Regions from separate parts of the Zea mays genome. Here region 2 is linked to region 1. A link is a contact called in public Hi-C data. All regions are on one chromosome and are shown on one strand. Each heading gives the region's core, a stretch centred on a gene start, on an enhancer-like site or on the middle of the called end of the contact. The rest is flanking DNA. Distances are from core to core; before and after follow the strand shown.

Region 1 (5,274 bases), core at 2,398-4,897:
GCTCCTATGTAGCCAGATAGCCTACTTACTCCTCTGCTCCTCCACAAATTTCAGAGGCATATCATTAAATCCTTCTATGCCTTAGTGTTGCCTGCTCTGTAGGTACTTGGTATGTAGTTGTGTTGCATCAACAGACTACATACATCTCTGTGGATATAATATGCTTCTGAAATCTACAATTGTGATTCATTGGTAGTATATAACATTAATATGCATCTGCAATATGTCTATTGGTGTGGTGTTGCATCTACAGACTACATCAAGGCATGACGATCAACTTTAATTTTTTCAGCTACACATATTCGGTATAATTTGGCATTTGGCATAAACATTTCGAAAATGCCTAGGCACGCCTAGGATCTAGACAATAGGTCACCGCGAAGATACCACCTAGCACTTTTTCTAACCTTGGTGCATGCTATTAACTCAGGCTAGCTGTGAATTACAACAGCTCGCTATTTGAACAAAAAAAGAAGGCCAACAGCCAGTTTGCATAGGACTTATAGCCAATTCCTGGTGTCCTAATTATGACCAAGAACTGAGCCACAAATGAGGTATTATGGCTTAGCAGGAAGAGTTGGGGGAGCAGTTCTTGAACATTGGTTCAGTAAATCATGTATTTTTTAACCTCTCAAATTATAGAGTAGCTCTAACTCATAGCTTACTTCTCTTATCCCTCTACCGGCAGAGAATATGAGCAATTCTCATGTCAACATTCATACATTCTAGTGCAAAGTATCTATCGAGTAAAATAAAAGAACACACTGCTGAAAGAATAGGGCCAACAAAAAATGATGACAGCATGGTAAAACATGAACCTTATATAGGGAAAGAAGATAAATCCTCAGAAAACTAAAGCAGAAGTGATAACAATAAATACTGAAACTTTAATTAGCAGAACTGGAATTTTAAGATAACAGGATACTAATAAAAAAATGTTTATACCCAGTCTACTGAGTTGAATGATAGAAATCAGAAATCTGTAAAAAAAGATTACTTAAAGTGCAAAAACTTGCAACTCACCTGGTTTTGATTTGGCTGATGATGGTTGAACAACAACGTGCATCGTGATAGCACTACTGGGAAGATCGCCAAAAGGAGCTCTGCACTGTGCAACATTCTTGTCATTTTCTAGAATTTTGCCGCCACTTATTAGTTTTACATCACTAGCAGTCTTTGGGATAATTTGTTTATCTGCAACACAAAAAATTATGGCAATGAAGATAATTATACAAACATGTTCAAATGTATGAATGGGTTGTTTAACAAACCAGAACTAAACTTATAACTGATATACTCTGGAATATTTTTGATGTAAAACAATTTATTGCATCAAACAAACTAACAACAGAATTAACAGAGTAACAGAACAGCCAAAAACTGTTAATGCAACTATTTTCTGCAGCAATACATTTAATGAATCAGGGATGCATGATGAGACCTCATATCAGGTTGTAGGAAAATAAACAAGGGAAAGGTAAAAAACCAGTGAAAATGCATACTCTAGCTCACAGCAGTGTTGCCTATGTTTGATCAGTGAAGTGTACTATTTCAATGCATTATTAATAACTTTATTTCAAGTATGCAATTTGATAATGTTCAATCGTAAGTAAATTTTATGTAAAATTTGATAATATTTCTTTTGAAATCATGGAACTGTGGGCATCGTTAAAAATCAACTAAGTCAGTGACCCATAATGCAGTTATGCAAGCCTGGAGGTTGAACAAACTTCAGCAATTGACAAAACATAGTGGAAGACCAGCAAATAACATGGCACCAGCAAAACACACACTACATTCTTCAAAGTGTAAATGTATGCACTCATTTTCAAACCCTCACCATTTGCCTCTTTGCGGGGGTGAGTGGCACAAGATTTTCCACCCTGGCACACTGTCAGTGACTCAGAGTGGCCCACATGTGGATAAGGTGGGGGATTGCAACCCACCTTCAGCGGCGAAAAAATAAATACCGCCATTTTCAAACTCAGTAAAAAATTTAGTGTTCTCCCAAGATGAAACATTGGTAACCACAGAGACCAGGTTGACAATGATAGCTACAAATGTCCAACTAAAAAAACCAAGAATTTCATTATACTTTCCATCTACTGGGCTTTCTGAGTGTTGATCTTGTGGCCTCTTTAGGCTACTTTGTTGAAACACTTGAGATCACTCCAAAACTAGCAGTATATCAACATGGAATTGTACAGAAATGAATCAAAGACCCTGCTAAATCTATGACCGTTTTGTGGCCACTCATGGTTCGATGAAATCCCATCAGTTCCTCAAACAATCTTGGTCCAGTGTCAAATACCCTACTGGATTATAATGTGTTCAACAAATGACGTAATAGTGTCTGTTTTTTCTTTAAAAAAGAAAGTTACACTATTAATGTTTGAAACAACAGCATATGGGTTTGATATTTCTCTGAATATGACCTGGCTTAGAACAATTCAGATGACAGCTTCATGGATGCAGAAAATTAGCAATTAATTACTCTTAGTGGTTGCATCCATATAGGCTATATAAATATATTCTGGTACAATCATCATAAAAAAGCTGGACCACAGGGGGGAGACGCCCCTGTGTTTTTCCTTAAGAAGCTGTACCAGGATTCATACGTAGACTGCAAAGCAAGGCAATGCCCCTCCCCACCACCAACCCCCCACACAAACATCAAACTGCTCTAATTGCTATAAATGGCTGAGAAGCTGGTTGTCACAACCATCATAAATAACAGATAGCTGATGATGAGCTTTACAGGCCACAAAACAATTAATTAAGCTCAAATCTCCCATTCATCTACCAAGCTTAGAGCTAGAGAATAACGAGTTCCTATTTATCTTTTTGCTGCACCATATTCAATGATTTCTTATAGTGACGTTTTCTGCTATGCGTTCAATATTTTCAATTGAATCCATTTCGAATCTTAACAGAATAAGTGCTAGCTAATAATGGAGGCACACTTCCTTTTTCCAGGCACCAAACAATGAAGGCAACGAATAAGCAAATCTAAAGCTTATTCCCCTTAAAGCCCTCTGTTCCTCCTTGCGACACATAGGCATAGAGACTAAGAATAGCAACAGAAGTCTATAAGCAAATTTAGCAGTATAGATCACAGGACGTCACACCAGGGGCGGGGCCGGCTCATCACGCCTCACAAGAGTTCCTCAACTCAAGAAAAACGGAATCCTTATGACCTTTGGGCCAGTCGGCGACGACGCGATCCTTGAGAGCGGCGACGGTGGTGGTGGCGGCGTTGCAGCGCACGGGGCCGATGTCGGAGCCGTCGAAGAGACGAAACTTCACCTCCACCTCCTCCGCCTCCCCTTCCTGCTCCCGCTCTTCCATCTCTTCCGCCCCAACCTTCGCCCCCTCTTTTTCCGCCATTTCCCGGTCTCCCGCCAACGACTTGGATGCTTCTGGCACCCAACCGGAGCCCTGCGGATTCCTACCGCTCAGGGTGAGAGCCCCAAAGGCCGGCGCGAGCGGAAGCGGGTAGGGGCTGGGTGCTCGGATTAGGGTTTGGTGGGGGAACGCGAGGAGAGGAAGAGGAGCCCGGAAGGTTACGAGAAAATTGTCTTTTCCTTCTCCACTAGAAAGTAGAAACGCAGTACGTTTATGTGATGAGAAAATAGACGATCACTCCTGTTCCTTTCCCGTAACAGCACAGCATGTACAACTCAAGGGGTGTTTATTATATAATTCAATAATTTTTAACCTAAAATGTTAGGTCAAAATTTGTTGGATCATATAATATAAACAGATTATAATATCAAACAAACAATATTAAAGAGTTATAATTCTTTCATATAAATGGTATACAAAACATATATCAGTATTAGTGTATCTAAGGTGTTGTTTGGTTCACAAACTGTAACGTAAATGACAACGGTAATGATTTACACTCGAGTGATATTGGTAATAAGTTTGAATAGTCAAATATCTATTTTCAGTGTAGTATCTGATTACGACTGAACTTAAACAAATATGATTTAACGTTATGTGTTACCCATTATGTTATAATTATGTGAATCAAACGACACCTAAGTTTTATATCTAGCAGTGTTTGTTTCCCACCTAAATTTTATAGTTACTTTTAGTGCCTAAAATGCCAATCATGGTCACTAAAATAGGTCTTTCAAATAGGATTCCTAGGGACTAAAGTTTAGAAGAGTGACTAAAGAAACCAAAGACCCACTTATTCTCTGAAAAATTCTTAAAATATGGCTCATCTCTACTATATAATAGTTTATACGGTTTCATGATCTTCACAGTCGTCGTGCTTCCCCATATTTAAATGGTAAAAACTAAAATTATATACAAATGGAGCTTCAAACCAATATTCCCACTCACCTAGCCAACAAAACACATATGTTTTTGTGTTTTATACTCTATATAAATAAAAATTATAGTAATGTACGGGGACTTTGCTAGTTAACAAGTCATCTATAGGTGTTACATTAAATTCTAGTCGAATTGGTGCAACTTTTTCTGACCGATGGACTCAACGGTAGTGGTATTTGTCCTAGGCGGAAGGATAGACCCTATGGTCATGTAACGTACATAGGTGATAGACTAAATTAAAAGTTGGTTTGGAAGTGCTTCTCACTTCAAGTCCATAAGACTATAAAATGTAACTGTTTACTATCATAATATATAGAAGGCATTCGTTCACCAAGTAGTGTGTGTTTCTTGTCTCCTAGGCACATCGTCACCCCTTTCCCAGGGGTTTTACAAGGTAAGTGCCATATTGCTCTAACGTGATCTCTAGTTGATCGTATCAGGGTAGTACGGTGTTATCACCTTACCCTAGTAGATATTATATTGAGTGTTGTTATTGACAAGATTTGCTAGTTATCTTGTGTGGTTTCAATCTATTTCTGTCATTAAGCTACATGTTAGTAGATTGGTTTTACGTTGTTAGATGTGTATTCCTTGATCGGTTGCTACACTCCATGATATGCAAGCTACAAAATGTGCATGTGGCAACTCGAGAGATCAATACACCTCTAGCACCATGTCTTACATGTTTAGTCTCATTGTTTACTCTAGATGGACTTCTTTGGAGGTCCTGATCTATGTTCACGTGCATAATCATCGACTCATAACAGCGAAAGTTCTTAGGATCGTCGGCATAATACATGTTGTAGATTAGATTTGAGATGTTCCTATATATGGTTTACCATTTATCTTGCCCTAGATTTGGTTAACAACAAGGGTAATATTGGTAGTTTTTTTGTCGTTCTGTGCTTTTGGCCATGTCGTAGCTTACAT
Region 2 (5,166 bases), core at 2,416-4,915, 760 kb before region 1:
TGTTGGGCAGCTGCAGATGTGTGTTTTCAGAGTTTGAAAATGATGTTTGCAAAGCGAAAAACAATTTGAAAGAAGCAACAAGGACAACAAACATTGCAGAATCATTAGTAATAAATCACGTTAAACATTTTTCTACACATGAACTGCATGCTTTTAATATGTGTAGAACATATTTGTGTATTTTTGTTCACATACAACTTAGTGGCATAGAAAAGCTTGATATAAACAGATATATTAAATGAATGAGTTTTTTGTTTGACAGCGTAATTGTATTTCTGCAAACTAAATAATACATGCAAGTAAATGTGTTTGAGAAAAAATACACGGTTTGCCAGACAACAATAAAACGGTACTAAGTAATGAAGATTATAGTGGCAGTATGAGTAAGCTATGTCCAAAGAGTACATAATTCTAAATGTTTTCAATGTAACAAAGTATTGTTTTATAGATGAAGTACGGAAGAGTAAAATAGTACCTTTAGAAGTCGTTAACTAAATAAGTGCAATTGCACAGAAATTGTCGGCACAAAGAGAACTTGGATGTGTATGAGCGTCAATATATTACAATACCCATATCATACAATAGTCACATATCCAAACGAAAATATGTACCATCATATGCACGGTACAACATGTATACAATAGCATAGTCCCCCAATCAAATAAAGATCACTACTGCAATTGAATGAGCACATAATCCATTAATAGAGGTGAAGAAGGTCATCTCTATTATTAAACTTTGTGACGCATAAATAAAAGATCCAGAAAGTCCACTGCAACAGTTGAATGGGCATATAATCTAGCAACAAAATCCAAGTAAGCCATGTCGAATATTAAACTCTATGTCAGATAAATAGAACACCCAGGGTAAACTGTTGTCTCAAAACCTTACATAATGCCTTATGATACCATTAGAAAGCAAATATCGACATGAAGAGAAGTTTTCGAAAGTCTACACCCATATCATTGTAAAAGGAACCGCCAAAACGAATGATTAGAAAAATGATACTTAAGATAATTGTAAACTTATCTCTATGACCATGTGTATGCTAGCTCTAAATGAAATGATCTCACTCCCAACGAAAAACAACACATCTAGAATTGGGTCGAAAAGAGATATAAAAAACCATGTGTAGAATTATCTCTGTGAACATGTGTGATAGACATATTAAATGAAGTATCCCGCTATCCGAACTTGATTTTTTTTTACCAAAGTCACGATACATCAGAATGTCACCTTCAGCAAGGCTTTCAAATCAAATAATCCGATCGTATACCGAACGGAACAACCTTTTTTTACTTAAGCATAGAAAAGGAAGGTTGTACCTGCAGAAGCCGTTAATTGAATAAGCGCAGTAAAGAGAAATCAGAACTGTATGAGTACCAATATGCAACAATACCCATGTCATATAATAATAGTAATAGTTCTAAACCAAAAATACTCAGATTAATCATATCATATAATAATATATGCTCGAAATTAAAAAGAAAATATGGAATCATACCAACTTTACAACATATATTAAAGTTACGGTGGGCGGAAAATGAATGTGTACATAATCCAGTAACAGAGGCTAAGAAGGCCATGTCTAACAATAATAAAGTCTATGTAGTTATACTTCCAGACAAGCTAATCTAAGGCAACACAAATATCTTACTGTCCTACCTTCTGAACAAATTAATTTGTGCACCAGCAAGCTTTGCAGGCTAAATAATCTGATTAATATAACTCGTATCACAATGTAATGCAACATCATGGCTCTATAATATAATTTGAATTGACCTAAGGAAATTTCCTAACTACATCTGCCAAAATCATGAGGGGTACGGAGCAGGACCAATATGGCTGAGGTCATCGCACCCTCGTACCTTAGGCTGCAACGAGATCAGAGAAAACATGAAAGACGTCACGGCCCTTGCCTTTCCCCACATCACAGGTAGGGGTGAGTTATTGATGAGGACGACTGCGAGGGGCGAAAGGCGAGTCCGGCAGACCCTAGGAAGAGGGGACGACGGTGAATAGGCCAGTCTGGACTATGTATGTAGGCTCGTGGGGACGGCTGCGGATGGAAGCCACGCTTCTGTTTTAGTCGTGTGTTTTAATCGCACGACCACTAGCTGTTTAATCGGACGTTCGTCTGGGTCCGAGTCCAACGCACGTTGGATGCCCCCTCGTCCTGTTTGATTGGGCTGTTCGCGAAGTCCTCAGGCAAGTCTGGAGTTGGTGCAGGTCTAGAGTATTCACGAAGAAGATATTTTGCTAGCTGCATTTCACTTCGTTGTACTGCCATGGTTCCTTTGCCGTTGATGTATCATCGGACGGCTGGAAAAAAAACACTGACGTGGACATCGTGCGCGTCGCCGTTTCGAACCGTCTTTAAAGAATAGCAATATGCAACAATACCCATGTCATATAATAATAGTAATAGTTCTAAACCAAAAATACTCAGATTAATCATATCATATAATAATATATGCTCGAAATTAAAAAGAAAATATGGAATCATACCAACTTTACAACATATATTAAAGTTACGGTGGGCGGAAAATGAATGTGTACATAATCCAGTAACAGAGGCTAAGAAGGCCATGTCTAACAATAATAAAGTCTATGTAGTTATACTTCCAGACAAGCTAATCTAAGGCAACACAAATATCTTACTGTCCTACCTTCTGAACAAATTAATTTGTGCACCAGCAAGCTTTGCAGGCTAAATAATCTGATTAATATAACTCGTATCACAATGTAATGCAACATCATGGCTCTATAATATAATTTGAATTGACCTAAGGAAATTTCCTAACTACATCTGCCAAAATCATGAGGGGTACGGAGCAGGACCAATATGGCTGAGGTCATCGCACCCTCGTACCTTAGGCTGCAACGAGATCAGAGAAAACATGAAAGACGTCACGGCCCTTGCCTTTCCCCACATCACAGGTAGGGGTGAGTTATTGATGAGGACGACTGCGAGGGGCGAAAGGCGAGTCCGGCAGACCCTAGGAAGAGGGGACGACGGTGAATAGGCCAGTCTGGACTATGTATGTAGGCTCGTGGGGACGGCTGCGGATGGAAGCCACGCTTCTGTTTTAGTCGTGTGTTTTAATCGCACGACCACTAGCTGTTTAATCGGACGTTCGTCTGGGTCCGGGTCCAACGCACGTTGGATGCCCCCTCGTCCTGTTTGATTGGGCTGTTCGCGAAGTCCTCAGGCAAGTCTGGAGTTGGTGCAGGTCTAGAGTATTCACGAAGAAGATATTTTGCTAGCTGCATTTCACTTCGTTGTACTGCCATGGTTCCTTTGCCGTTGATGTATCATCGGACGGCTGGAAAAAAAACACTGACGTGGACATCGTGCGCGTCGCCGTTTCGAACCGTCTTTAAAGAATAGGAAATGCCAGCTATGCGGCGAGCCAGAGTTGAGCGGCGTACAGATTTCTTGCCCAAAAGTGTCCGGCCACTAGCTGCCAATATAATAAAATAAGGTTATGTTTTAAATAACCCTCTAAGTGATATTTTGTCTGAAAGACAATGTTTAAGAATGGTGGATCAGCCACGTTTATATAATGGCATTTGGGTGAAACCCAGTTCCCATAATGACATAAATCCAAATTCTTTACAGCAGTCCCGCCGCCACTCACCAAATTGGCCGCCAGGGCTCCGTCCTCTAGCGGCTCCGTCCGGTGGTCCGGCCAGCTGCCTAGCTCCCTCCGACGGTCCGGCCAGCACCGCCTCCTGCTCGCGGCCTTGCCCAGCTCCTCCGCCCTCCGGTGAGACGTAGATCTTGGTGCGGCAGGGCGCTACGGGGGCGGGGTGGTGCTGTTGTGCGTGTGCTGGTGGCCTGGTGCTAGCAACCGAGGTACACGCTCCCAGCTCCCCATGGCCCCACTTGATTTTGCCTGTTTACACGCTCTGTTGTTATTTTGCAATTTCATAGCACTGTCAGCTATTGGGCTAGGGGCAAAGTCATAAATGCCGCTACCGCACTTCGAAGTGCACTTACATCTTCTGATAGTCCCATTCATCTATTATATTTTTGTTTCTTTCTTTATAGTTTTATGTTTTAATTAGCTTACATCATCAGTGTTTTGTCTGTCTGTAATAATTTCAACTGTTTCTAAGCTCACATTTCATCATCACAAGCCTATTATGAATCTGATGCTAGTTAACTGCTGAAAGGTACAGTACTATGGATCACGAATGATGTATTGTATGCAATTCGGCCCGGAGCGTCACTAAATCCTGGATCCGCATTGGCCGCAGGGCCAGTGGCCAGTGTCCAGCCTGCCAGCTCAGCCCGGCGGCAAGCGCCCAGCGGCTGGCTCGGGCAGCGGCCAGTGGCGAGCAGCCGACTCGTTTCTTCGGCGTTCTCCGCCACTGCCCCCCAGCTATGCACCCTGTTCCAGTCCCCTCCCAGCCCTTTACCGCAACTCCTGCAAAAAAACTTGTTTCAAGGTGATCCATTTATCTAACCTCTTGGCAAATTGTGCGGTCTGCTATTGCTCCTGTGTCTCTGCTTCTCATAACATATCTGTTTTTTCTTGGCATTAGGAGCACTGCTGTGAGGAAGGCCATCCATTTTGTCAACCTGTGGACAGCTGGAAGGTCTAGTGGAAACCTGGCTATGAACTCCGTACCAAAACCCGCCCCTGGGTCCGAAACATCTGGGAGGGAGGATTTTGCTGTGGGGGATAAGGATGCTGTGGTCATTGTTGATCATGGGTCAAGACGCCAAGAATCCAATCTCATGCTAAGTAATAAACCTGATTTTTGCAAGGCATATCTTTTGCAATCATGGTGCTCTTATTGTGTCTTGATTTGTGTATTAACAAATGCAGATGACTTTGTTGAGATGTTCCGGGCGAAGACTAGCTATAGGATTGTTGAGCCTGCTCATATGGTATTTTTTTTGTCGCTCCAGCCTTTTTATACCTTCTGTTTTTTCTTTGTGAGAAAGGAAAACATTTAATTTATTAATGCACTTAAAGCTTCTAGAACCATCCATGCTTTTTGTACAAATCAGTACCGTGCCTGTCCGATTGAGAAATTTGGACCAACATGTTTTAAATATTAACACGTTTTCCTTTATCATTACTAATTTGGGTATTCTATGCTTAGTCCAAGTCTGACTCTGCTTTCGAGCTATGCATTGCACCTTATATTGTT

What was found. Hi-C and Micro-C count contacts between places; a contact is called where the count stands out from the background.
Region 2: a Hi-C map of ear shows a contact between it and region 1, with 2.5 times the contacts expected there. The contact joins the promoter of LOC100193969 here to the promoter of LOC100282506 in region 1. A contact is called at or near these places in 3 of 25 Hi-C or Micro-C datasets (ear, leaf and tassel).

The regions. Positions count from the first base shown.
Region 1 is chr2:69,805,715-69,810,988 of Zm-B73-REFERENCE-NAM-5.0, reverse strand. It overlaps LOC100282506, which reads right to left and starts at 3,647. Exons shown (of 3, transcript NM_001155415.1): 1 at 3,198-3,647; 2 at 1,024-1,194. The coding sequence starts at 3,387.
Region 2 is chr2:70,562,959-70,568,124 of Zm-B73-REFERENCE-NAM-5.0, reverse strand. It overlaps LOC100193969 (sirohydrochlorin ferrochelatase), which reads left to right and starts at 3,665. Exons shown (of 7, transcript NM_001139037.1): 1 at 3,665-3,859; 2 at 4,186-4,455; 3 at 4,552-4,754; 4 at 4,839-4,900. The coding sequence starts at 4,391.